Regions from separate parts of the Gasterosteus aculeatus genome. Here region 1 is linked to region 2. A link is a contact called in public Hi-C data. All regions are on one chromosome and are shown on one strand. Each heading gives the region's core, a stretch centred on a gene start, on an enhancer-like site or on the middle of the called end of the contact. The rest is flanking DNA. Distances are from core to core; before and after follow the strand shown. Region 1 overlaps myo1ea (myosin IEa). Region 2 holds the start of myo1ea (myosin IEa).

Evidence for each region. Hi-C and Micro-C count contacts between places; a contact is called where the count stands out from the background.
Region 1: a contact with region 2 is called in a Hi-C map of tail fin, with 4 times the contacts expected there. The contact joins the enhancer-like site here to the promoter of myo1ea in region 2. A contact is called at or near these places in 5 of 6 Hi-C or Micro-C datasets (liver, skeletal muscle, tail fin and 1 more).

What each region holds. Positions count from the first base shown.
Region 1 is chr12:12,739,000-12,743,972 of fGasAcu3.hap1.1, reverse strand. myo1ea (myosin IEa) reads right to left here. Exons shown (of 28, transcript XM_040161988.2): 25 at 4,917-4,973; 26 at 4,613-4,817; 27 at 2,790-2,959; 28 at 1,331-2,679. The coding sequence ends at 2,603. Among protein-coding and RNA genes, the nearest start is that of rnf111, 24 kb to the left of the region's middle. Within about 2 kb of position 2,977, at least 1 of the 9 cell types and tissues checked has open chromatin away from gene starts, as enhancers often do.
Region 2 is chr12:12,705,791-12,710,234 of fGasAcu3.hap1.1, reverse strand. It overlaps myo1ea (myosin IEa), which reads right to left and starts at 2,520. Exons shown (of 28, transcript XM_040161988.2): 1 at 2,274-2,520. The coding sequence starts at 2,276.

The DNA of each region.
Region 1 (4,973 bases), core at 1,728-4,227, 33 kb before region 2:
AACACTTCAACACATTGGAATCAGTTTAAAGATACAAATGAGCTTTGTCTAAATAAGGGCTGTAAATGATCAGAGTCATTACATTTTTAAGAGTTACCCGTGAGAGAAAAATAGAGTTTACACTTATTTTGTAGAATATTATTCTTTTTTCTCAGTTGTACTTTTTAAGACTCAATTTCAGTTCCAGTCTTTGTTAACATGTATGTATTTTCATTATAAAATGATCCATTTGGAAGCAGGATTTAATATGTAAATGAATTTTGAAAATGGTCAAATAAAACTGTTAATTTTTAATTATATCTGTAGCAACCACTGAACAGAGGAAAGGATTCAAGGGTTGCATCAAACGTCACTTTTTGAGGTGAAATGAAGGTGACAGTCCAGTTCAGATGTTCAAACAGGATTCATGGAAAGAGTTCAGAGTCTTACTGACTGAGGAATGCAAATAAGTCCATAAATAAGATCGGGTGCAGTACCTCCTGCGGACATTAGATTCCAGCGGAGCGCAGAAGACTCGAGCAGCTGGACCATAAAATCGAAAACATCGTAAATATACAACTATATTCTGCCCTCAAAAAGCACTGTGTTTCTTTTTACTGACTAAGTAATGTTATCTCCTCCTACTAAACAATTATTTAGTGAGGTTTAGGAAATATGAACAAATGTGATGATAACCTGCTGCAGGCTGGGTTATAATCGCAGACATCAAATGAATAATAATTAGATTGCTTTTGTATAATAAAAAGTACAGGTGTCAAAATCATTACTGAGGATGGCTGCAAAGCAGGTGGTCTCATGGCCGTTACTTTCATTACTTACACCTGCGTTTTCCTGCAGTGGCGTGACGGAATGTCTTCCATGAAAAGGGGCATCTGTGTTTTTTGTTAGTGAGGCCTTTACCTTGGTGAGAAAAATATATTCTGCCGTATTCATTCCCCCCCGAAGTTTTGGTCTTTACTTTGATGTTTAGTCCCAAAAAAGCATAGAAACACTATTCTGGACAAAACAATGTAATAATAGTTTTTTCACCGTGTTGGGAAACCGGCTTTAAGAAAATCCCATTGTTTATCATGGATCTAAGTAAGGACATTTAACTATTCAGAATGTATATTTGAACAGTTAAATGAATTTATTACGTGTAAAAAAAACACCTATAAACACAAGTATCTAAATAAAATAAAAATTCTCTTTCCTCTGCTCTGGTCTGTTAGAGTAGCCTGAACTGATGCTCTCCGTAACGGCCGGATGGTATGTAAATATGGTAAAATACATAAATATCCTATTGATAATTCATTTGATGGGTTCTGGACAAATTAAAAAAACATTCAAAGACAATATTACATGCTTTATTAAAATACTCATCCACTTTTTTGTATTGCACAAGGATGATATCAATCATCCAAGATCAAACCATATCTGACAGTCCAAGTCCAAGGTGTCTGTTTTTACTGACGAGCATTATGTGGTTATTTGTTTAAGAAAATATGAAGGAATGTTTAAGTAATCCAACAGCAGTGCAAAAGATGTGCAGAAGCAAAAGGAATTATTTGTAGTGCCACCAAAACTTGTATTTGAACAAAAACTCATTCACCCTAATCCGTTAACCATTATATTCAATCTGTGGCTGAACCAGAAATAAAGCAGCCGTATGAAAAGCAAAACAATTTGAATACTAAGATCCTTCGAAGAAAATATAAAAACCGATTCATTTAAAACCACAACAATAGGCGTACTCTTAAAAAATGAACACATATACAGAATCAGATTCAAAATGCCTTTTTTTTATAATTTCATGTAAACGAATTATTCTGCTCAGTAACTCATCTTTCTTCTCTTTACAACTTTTCCTTCATAGACATGACTTACCGGCCGTGGCATGAACGAGTGTCCAAGGTAGTACCTGTACCAATAAAGTGCTAATACACCACAGACTGCATGCTTGGGTTACAGATTACATCGCTCCTTCTCTGTCTGTCTAAAATATACTGGTGTGACAGAAAAAAAACAAAAGGTGAGGATGGTTCTCCAGGTATTTCACCACTTGACCAGGTGTTTTTCCAGACCTACTAAAATTGTTACAGCTTTGGTATTTAAAATCATTGTAGATCACAGTGTGATGATTTGCCTAGACGCCGTCCCCTGTACGTAAGTTACAGATTTTCACCACAATAAATATTCCTGGTAAAGCAGAAGTTGCTTCAGTTTTGCCACTGAGGCGATCGCCTTCGATTCAGCAATCGAACCTTCCTCTGAAAATATAAATCACATCCTGATCCCACAGATTAAGTATACTTCATTCCAACGCTTCCAAAATGTTGGAGCTCAAATCCTCAGCAAGGTATAAATGACAGTAAGGAAACAGAAGGCTATAAATACAATAAATAGTGTTTGTTCAGTACTGAAAAGGGGCCGTGGAGGAGAACGGACCACAGGCTCAAACACCCTTCTCGGTGTCACCCGCGGATAAATGAGTGTGAGTTTCTCTCCTCAAGGAGTCTTGGCGGTGCTCCTCCCTCCTCCCGGTCGATCCCCATCACGTCCTCTTAAGAGTGTCAGTGGGGATGCAGCAGCCTCTCCTCCTCCAGCTGTAAACCGCCAGCTTCTAGACTTTGGTGACGTAGTTGTTGGGGAAAAGTCCCTGTTTTCCACGAAGTCGCCCCGTCCACCAGCCGGATGCATCTGTCCAACACACACGACGGCATTAGAGGCCCGTTTCAAGGTGATATCGGACGCGAAAACGTTCAAGTAACGCTGCGACGCCGCGCGGATCGAGCAGCGAGCCACCTCACCCTCTTTGATGATATCGATGAGCTCCTCGGCATTGAAGCTGAGCTCGTCCGTGTCCTGAGCGTCGTAGGCGTATAGCGCTCTGCACTGGGGCACCTGGGGTTTGGGTTTGGGTGCAGGTTTGGGTCGCCCCCCTCCCGGTGCAGGCCTGCTGGCTGACGGCCTGTGGGCTCTGAGGCGATACAAGGAAAGAAAAGACGGAAAGCACGGGAAGGTCAGCAGCCGCGGTGAGAAATGGTCGGTTCAGCGTGCTGCGGTTGGCCGTGAAGTTGAGTCAGGAGAAGCTGTTTGTCGGCGTGGGGGGTTCTCGTGTGCACAATCACCATCTTGTCATGTGAAAACATTTTGACCGCAGCTGTCGGAACCACATTGTGACCAAAATAAAAACAAGGTGTGTTTTTTTTTCTTGTTTTCTACCTGAGTGACAGTAAATTCATGATGCCTTATGCTCAAATTGAACAAGCTGTTGCTGTTCACAAATCAGCCACAAGATGGTAACTGAGTACACATTTTCTGTCACAAATGCACTGAGACTGAAAAGGTTTCAGAGCAGAGAGTGTTGATCCACATTCAGTGGTACCTGCTTATTATTATTATACCGACTTTTTAAATCATGTGTACTGTAAATACAGTACAACTTTTAACACAATGCCAAATGGACAAATGTAAGAATAAGAGTGAAAAACTCAACAACTGAGGATCAAATAAATCAGAAGAAATGAGGTGTCAATCGTTAGATTTTGCATATAGAATATTTGCTTTTATAAAGGCAAAACATTTAGGTGTCCCAGTGAGATCTGTGTTCATTAAAGAAACTTTGAACCATCCTTGACGTTCATCTCACTCAGCATGAATTCTTTATTAAGTATCTTTCATTTATAAATGAATATAATATCAAATTCTTTAATTTATAAATGAAAGATACTTGTTAAATTCCCATTTAATATCAAATTGAGCAGCAGCACAGAATTATATATATTAGTTGTGGACGACTATCAGCTCATTTAACTTAACTTTCTCTGCAGTCCAAAAAAACAAAATGTACATGGGAAGAAGCATCAACAAATCCTGCTGCTGAAAGTTTTTCACAGTCTTTAACCACCACCCAAAACACTGCAAACACTCCAACTCACATTCCTCCATTTGAAGTTGGCCGTCTGTCTCCATTGCTACAAAAGAACAAATCATCCAAATTATGCCAAATAACAGAAACACAAGTGAGTGAACTAGAGTTTGTCGTCACAAAGTAATATGTGTGTGCATCTGCTGTGTCACATTTAGCAGTTAAATGCACATTTTACAAATAAATATGAAAACGATCTTGAGTAATAATATGTTTACTAGACACAAGGATCTTAAATACGGGAGAGAGCTTCACGTGTGACTCAAATGCTACATGGTGGAGTCATATTAGGCTGAATGATAATTCAGTGTTAGTCACACTCGTCGTGTTCCCTGTATTGAAAACAGAAAAGGGGGTCTGGCTTTTGGGGGGAAAAAACACTTTTCATGCCATTCAAATCTCAACATCACTACACAGCATTTTTTCAGCATCATTCACTCAAATCACACGTTTAGGTTTCTTTAGTAGTGAGACACTAAGATTTTCCATTTCCAGGCAGTGAGACACTAACACGGGATGAAACTAACAGGGTCGGTTGGTAGTCCGAAAACCAGTGAGAATGGTCGGCCGATGCTGCGTTCAGTCTAAATTCATCCACCTTTGAACAGCAGCACGAACATATTCCTGCCATGTCATCTACGTGTCAGTGGGGGGTCATTTGTCTACGTGCGGTTGGCGCGTTTTAATGTGGGAGCGTCTCACCCTGCGGCTCCTTGTTCGGGCACCTTCAGACAGTCCAGGTTGGGCTGCGGCCGGCTGCTGCCTCGCTCCTTCAGCTGGTTGGCGTTGCTGGGCAGGAAGGGGTGCGGGGTGTTGGCGGCCGGGGCCTTCCTCTGGTTGTGATGCTGCGAGTTCCTCTGGTTGGCTACGTGGTCGGCGTTTTTAGGGCCGCCGTTCTGGTGAGCAACTGCATCCCCGGTGGGGGGGACAAGAAGGAGATTGTTTGAGACGGTCCACGTGGATGTAAGAGAAGCCTGTTGAAATCCGGTGAGAGGGGACGATGTACCTGGAGGTCCCGGCGCCGCCCTCCATGGGGTGTTCTGGGGAGTTCTGGTCGCGGTGG
Region 2 (4,444 bases), core at 1,271-3,770:
CAGTACAACAATAAACCCATTAAGAAATAACTCAAACTATCTGTTCTCAGTAATCCAGCACAGATTAATTAAGCACTTTAGCATGCCTGATTTTTGAGAACAAACAAGATGTGTTGGCCAGTTTAGAAGATTAGTTAAGTAATGGAGTCCATTATTCTGAGGGTGGGGTTCATCTCTACAGCATAAGACAATAAAGGTTTTTGTTTTTGTGTCAACATTCTTTAGGACTGGATGTGTTCATGTGCAACAAAATCTAAAGCGGGAAAAAGAAAAAACACATCTGCTTGCAATAAAGTCAAAGATGAAATAATAAAATATGAAAAACAAGAGTCGCAAAAAGAAGAAAGAAAACAAGAACTGGCTCACAATTTGATGTTATAGTTGACAACAGATATTCACGGTGTGCAATTTATATCCAGAATGATTTATAACAAGTTAAAAACACAAGAAGTCAACATCAGAATCTGCTTTATGGACACGTATGCTTGTACGCATACATGGAATTTAACTCTGGTTTCCACTTTAGCTGGTTATGACTTTCATCACGACATGAAAGCTGTGAGGTTCGTCATCACAAACCGCCGACTGTTGATCATGTAGTTTTGTAACAACCGTATGTGGAACCGGTCGAAAGCATGCGAGTGGACTGAACCACAGCAACAAGCCTAACGAGTTCCCCAGGTCCACGCAGTGGGAATGTTCGTCCTGTTTTTAGAGAGACGGCTTGAATTCCTGAGCGACTCTCTACAGCAGTGATCGGTTTGAAAATGGAGCGCCAGCTTTGAAATGAAGGGTTACTCAGTACGCACCTCCCTGCAGGAGAAACTAATGCAAACCATCTGCCGTCATGCCGACTTGCTATTCAGCAGCTGGAAGAGAAAGAACTAGTGAGCATTGCTGGTGTCTGCTATTCCAGACAGTTAGGATGACAACCAGACACTTTTCTCCCTCTTTGCTCCCTGCAATGGCCGATACTCTCTATGACTGATGACACTCGCTTTGTTTCAAATCCTGCAATAGACGTTTGACCGTTTTTTTACAGGACATTCTCAAAATCATTTCATTCATGTCATAGCTGAAGAGTGTTTTAAGTTATCTCACGGAAAGAAAATGCAGAATTAAAGCGGGAATGTGGCAGAAAAGCATTACATCTCAGCTCAAGTGCAAATATTTTGCTCTCCTGACTGCATGCAACCTTTGTCCTTTTTGTTTGTCTCTAGGCAACACAAACGACGGGCTCAATACAAGCCCATGGATAGCAGAAGGCTAGCAGGTCTTGGTCCTGTTTTGAATAGAAAATGCTTGTGTGTACGTGACCAGAGAAACAGATTGGAAGCTGCAATGATGCAAACAAATGTTCTTTATATTCCTTAAGGCAAATGAAAGCCTGAATCAAACTCATATGTTTAGTAAATAGGGAAGTCTCTGATAACAAAGAAGCATTCATATGGTCTATCACATATTAATATGTTATAAAAAAAAGGCTTCATCACAGCTGTATTGTTATGTTCATCAGCCATCATCAGAAATTATGTCGCAGAAGACTGACGCTTGAGGAGTTGTTGTCAAATACGACAACAAGGAAACACAAGCTCAAAAGACACACAACTTGGCTCTAGGCGTCTGCTCCAGGGACAGCATTCAGTAACCAGGAAAAACCTGTCTCCATGTCATGCTCAGTCACACACACACACACAAAACAACAATGCTGCACACATGCAGAACCCACGCTCCACCTATCCACCAACCAGTTTTAAAGAAAAGGCTGCACCTAATGAAAAATGTTTCAGGTGACTCTGCATCCTCTCTGGGTGTCACCATCACAAGCCGTGGGTCATTGTCGTGTAATTACTTTCACAGTTCCCCATTACACGTCTACCATCAGAGGGACCGGCGGGATGAAGACAGAGGAGGAGACAGTCAGAGACAGACAGAGGAGAATTTTACTGATTGTGGATCGATGATGGAATCGGGAATACAACTGGAAGAATGTATTGTGAATAATTAAACGAAACACAATAAATGACGCTTTCCTCAAAACAACAATCAACCAAACTGTCTCGTAAAGCGACAGAAATAGAGTTAATGGTTAATGTATCAACAGGGCCATGGGGGAAGTATACGTAAACTAAAGTAAACGTTAAAAAAAAAAAAATAAGTAAAAATATATAGAAACTGAATAAAATACCTATATATATATATCATATTGAAAATTCTACTTAAGGATGAGCTCATGGTATCAAACAATACGAGCCGGTGCAAATATAACTCACCATCCTCTTGCCTTCAACTCAACGCTGGCGCAGTCTTCTCCGTCGTATTCTGCGTGATCTCGTAAGGCCTCACTGAAGTTCACACAGTTTAAAAAAGAAAAGAAAACCGCTCCAATTCTTAAACCTAAATCCAGAGGACAAAATCCAGAGTTAAAAAGACGATATTCCCGATAAACTCCAGGAAGTATGGACGCATGTGTCCTCAGCGGTGTCCTCCGTCCATTGTCCAGACGGATCTGAGGCTGACAGCGGCGGAGCAGAGCTCAAACACCGAGAAACACAACACGCGGACACTCGTCCAATCAGACGACACTGCGCGCGGAGGCGATTAAATATTCATGAGGTGGTGGGAGGGGAGGGGAGCCACTGCGCATGCGCGGCGTTAGGACTTCACAACAACGGACTAAAATACATTTTAACCTGAACGGGGTCCATTATGAAGCGCATCAATGTGGGTAACATTGTCAAATCTAACAATAAAAGCACTTTCCTTTAATTGTTTGTGTTGTTCCACAGGGCTTTCTCTCGTGTCCAATGATAAACCACCCATTTCAGGTTTATATGGCATTCTTGCACATATGTCTTTTTTTTGGTGCTCTCAAATGTAATTTATATGCTAGCAATGATTTATTTGAGCTTTCTTCAGGTTAAGTCTGTGACGGGCAGCGTATTTTCTACCTGGGCCTTCTTTGCCGTCTTACTACAGTTGAATAACCTATTAACACATATTATGACGCCACAGTTACGGGTTATTATTTGTTTCATGTAAACACCTCATATAACACCATAACATTTGAGGTGAAATGAAATGTTATATATGATCACCACCACTACAAATACACTAACTGTAGATACATGAATACAGGCATGACGGGATGCCCACCACCAGGTTCAGTGAAGGTTGAGAAATCACGTTTAGTTGCAACTGACATGATGTTCATCCAAAATATCCTTTTAACATGGTGCATGTGGATTGATCACTTAAACTGAATTGACAGACGAAAGCATTCAAGTGACTCGGTGTCTCTGTATCATTCTCATCCAGTTTGTGTCCTTTGACTGTCCGTTCCTATGTGGTTTTAAATGCTCTTTTGATGAATTACATTTTTTTGCAAAAGGTAGCCCACACATTTTGTGCACTAATTCAGTCCTAACAACCGCTGAAACAAAACAAAAATGCAACTCATAAGCCTTCTGAAGCGACAGCTCTTTTGAAGTGTATGTGTGACACTGGTATCCACTTCTCACAACCGCTCTCCAGCCAGACTGAGGCTTGCCTTGAAATTATGTTGGAGGGGGGGGAGGGGGGGGGGGGCACTCTCTGGGTGTAACCCGTCTAACAGGCTGCCTCTGAAGGCAGTAGACACATTGTATGTGCGTGCGTGAGTGTGTGTGTCCTGTATTCCTATCCGAATTCTATTCTAAATGTAGTTTAAAAATTGTACTTACATGTAAGATAAATATTGAAAACAATGTGAAATGTTCACCGGAACATAATTTGGACTCAGTTGTGGAGGCCTGAACTGGCCTGCTACTGCCCGGTAATGGCGTTTTCAAATATTGACAAACTAGTCTGGCAAGCAACACCAGCAAACCAGGTGAGCTGTTGTAAAAAAGATGTATGATTTATCAACCTTTAAGCCGGTTGTTGCAGTATATTGTCTCCACCCAGTGGCCTCTATAGAACAACGCAGAAATGAGGACATTTTTTAATCAGTTTCAACGGGCATGTGAGCATAGTCCAAGGTTTTAGTTGTAAGATAATAACATGCACTGGTCCCACTGACTCGAACACTTATGATAACTATAGGCACTTCACCTTTATAAAATATGTGTTGTAACATACTAACATATATTTAACATATTTGTTTGTTGGTTTACAATTTATTTCATTGTCTATTTTTAAATGATGTGTCAGGGTATTCTACTGTCTTTGTTGTTATGCGCCAATCACCAAATTCCTTGTTTGTGGGGGTGCAATAAATGATTCTGATTCAGAGACAGTTCATTCTTTTTAAATGTTAGGATTAAAAAATATATATTCTGTAAAGCCATCCGTTGCCCTCTGCTAGATCATCTCACCACCTTCAAATCACGTTAATGCAAAAGTTAAACATATTTTTCATTGATCATGATAAAAACTTTCCAGATCATACATACAGGCCAAAGAT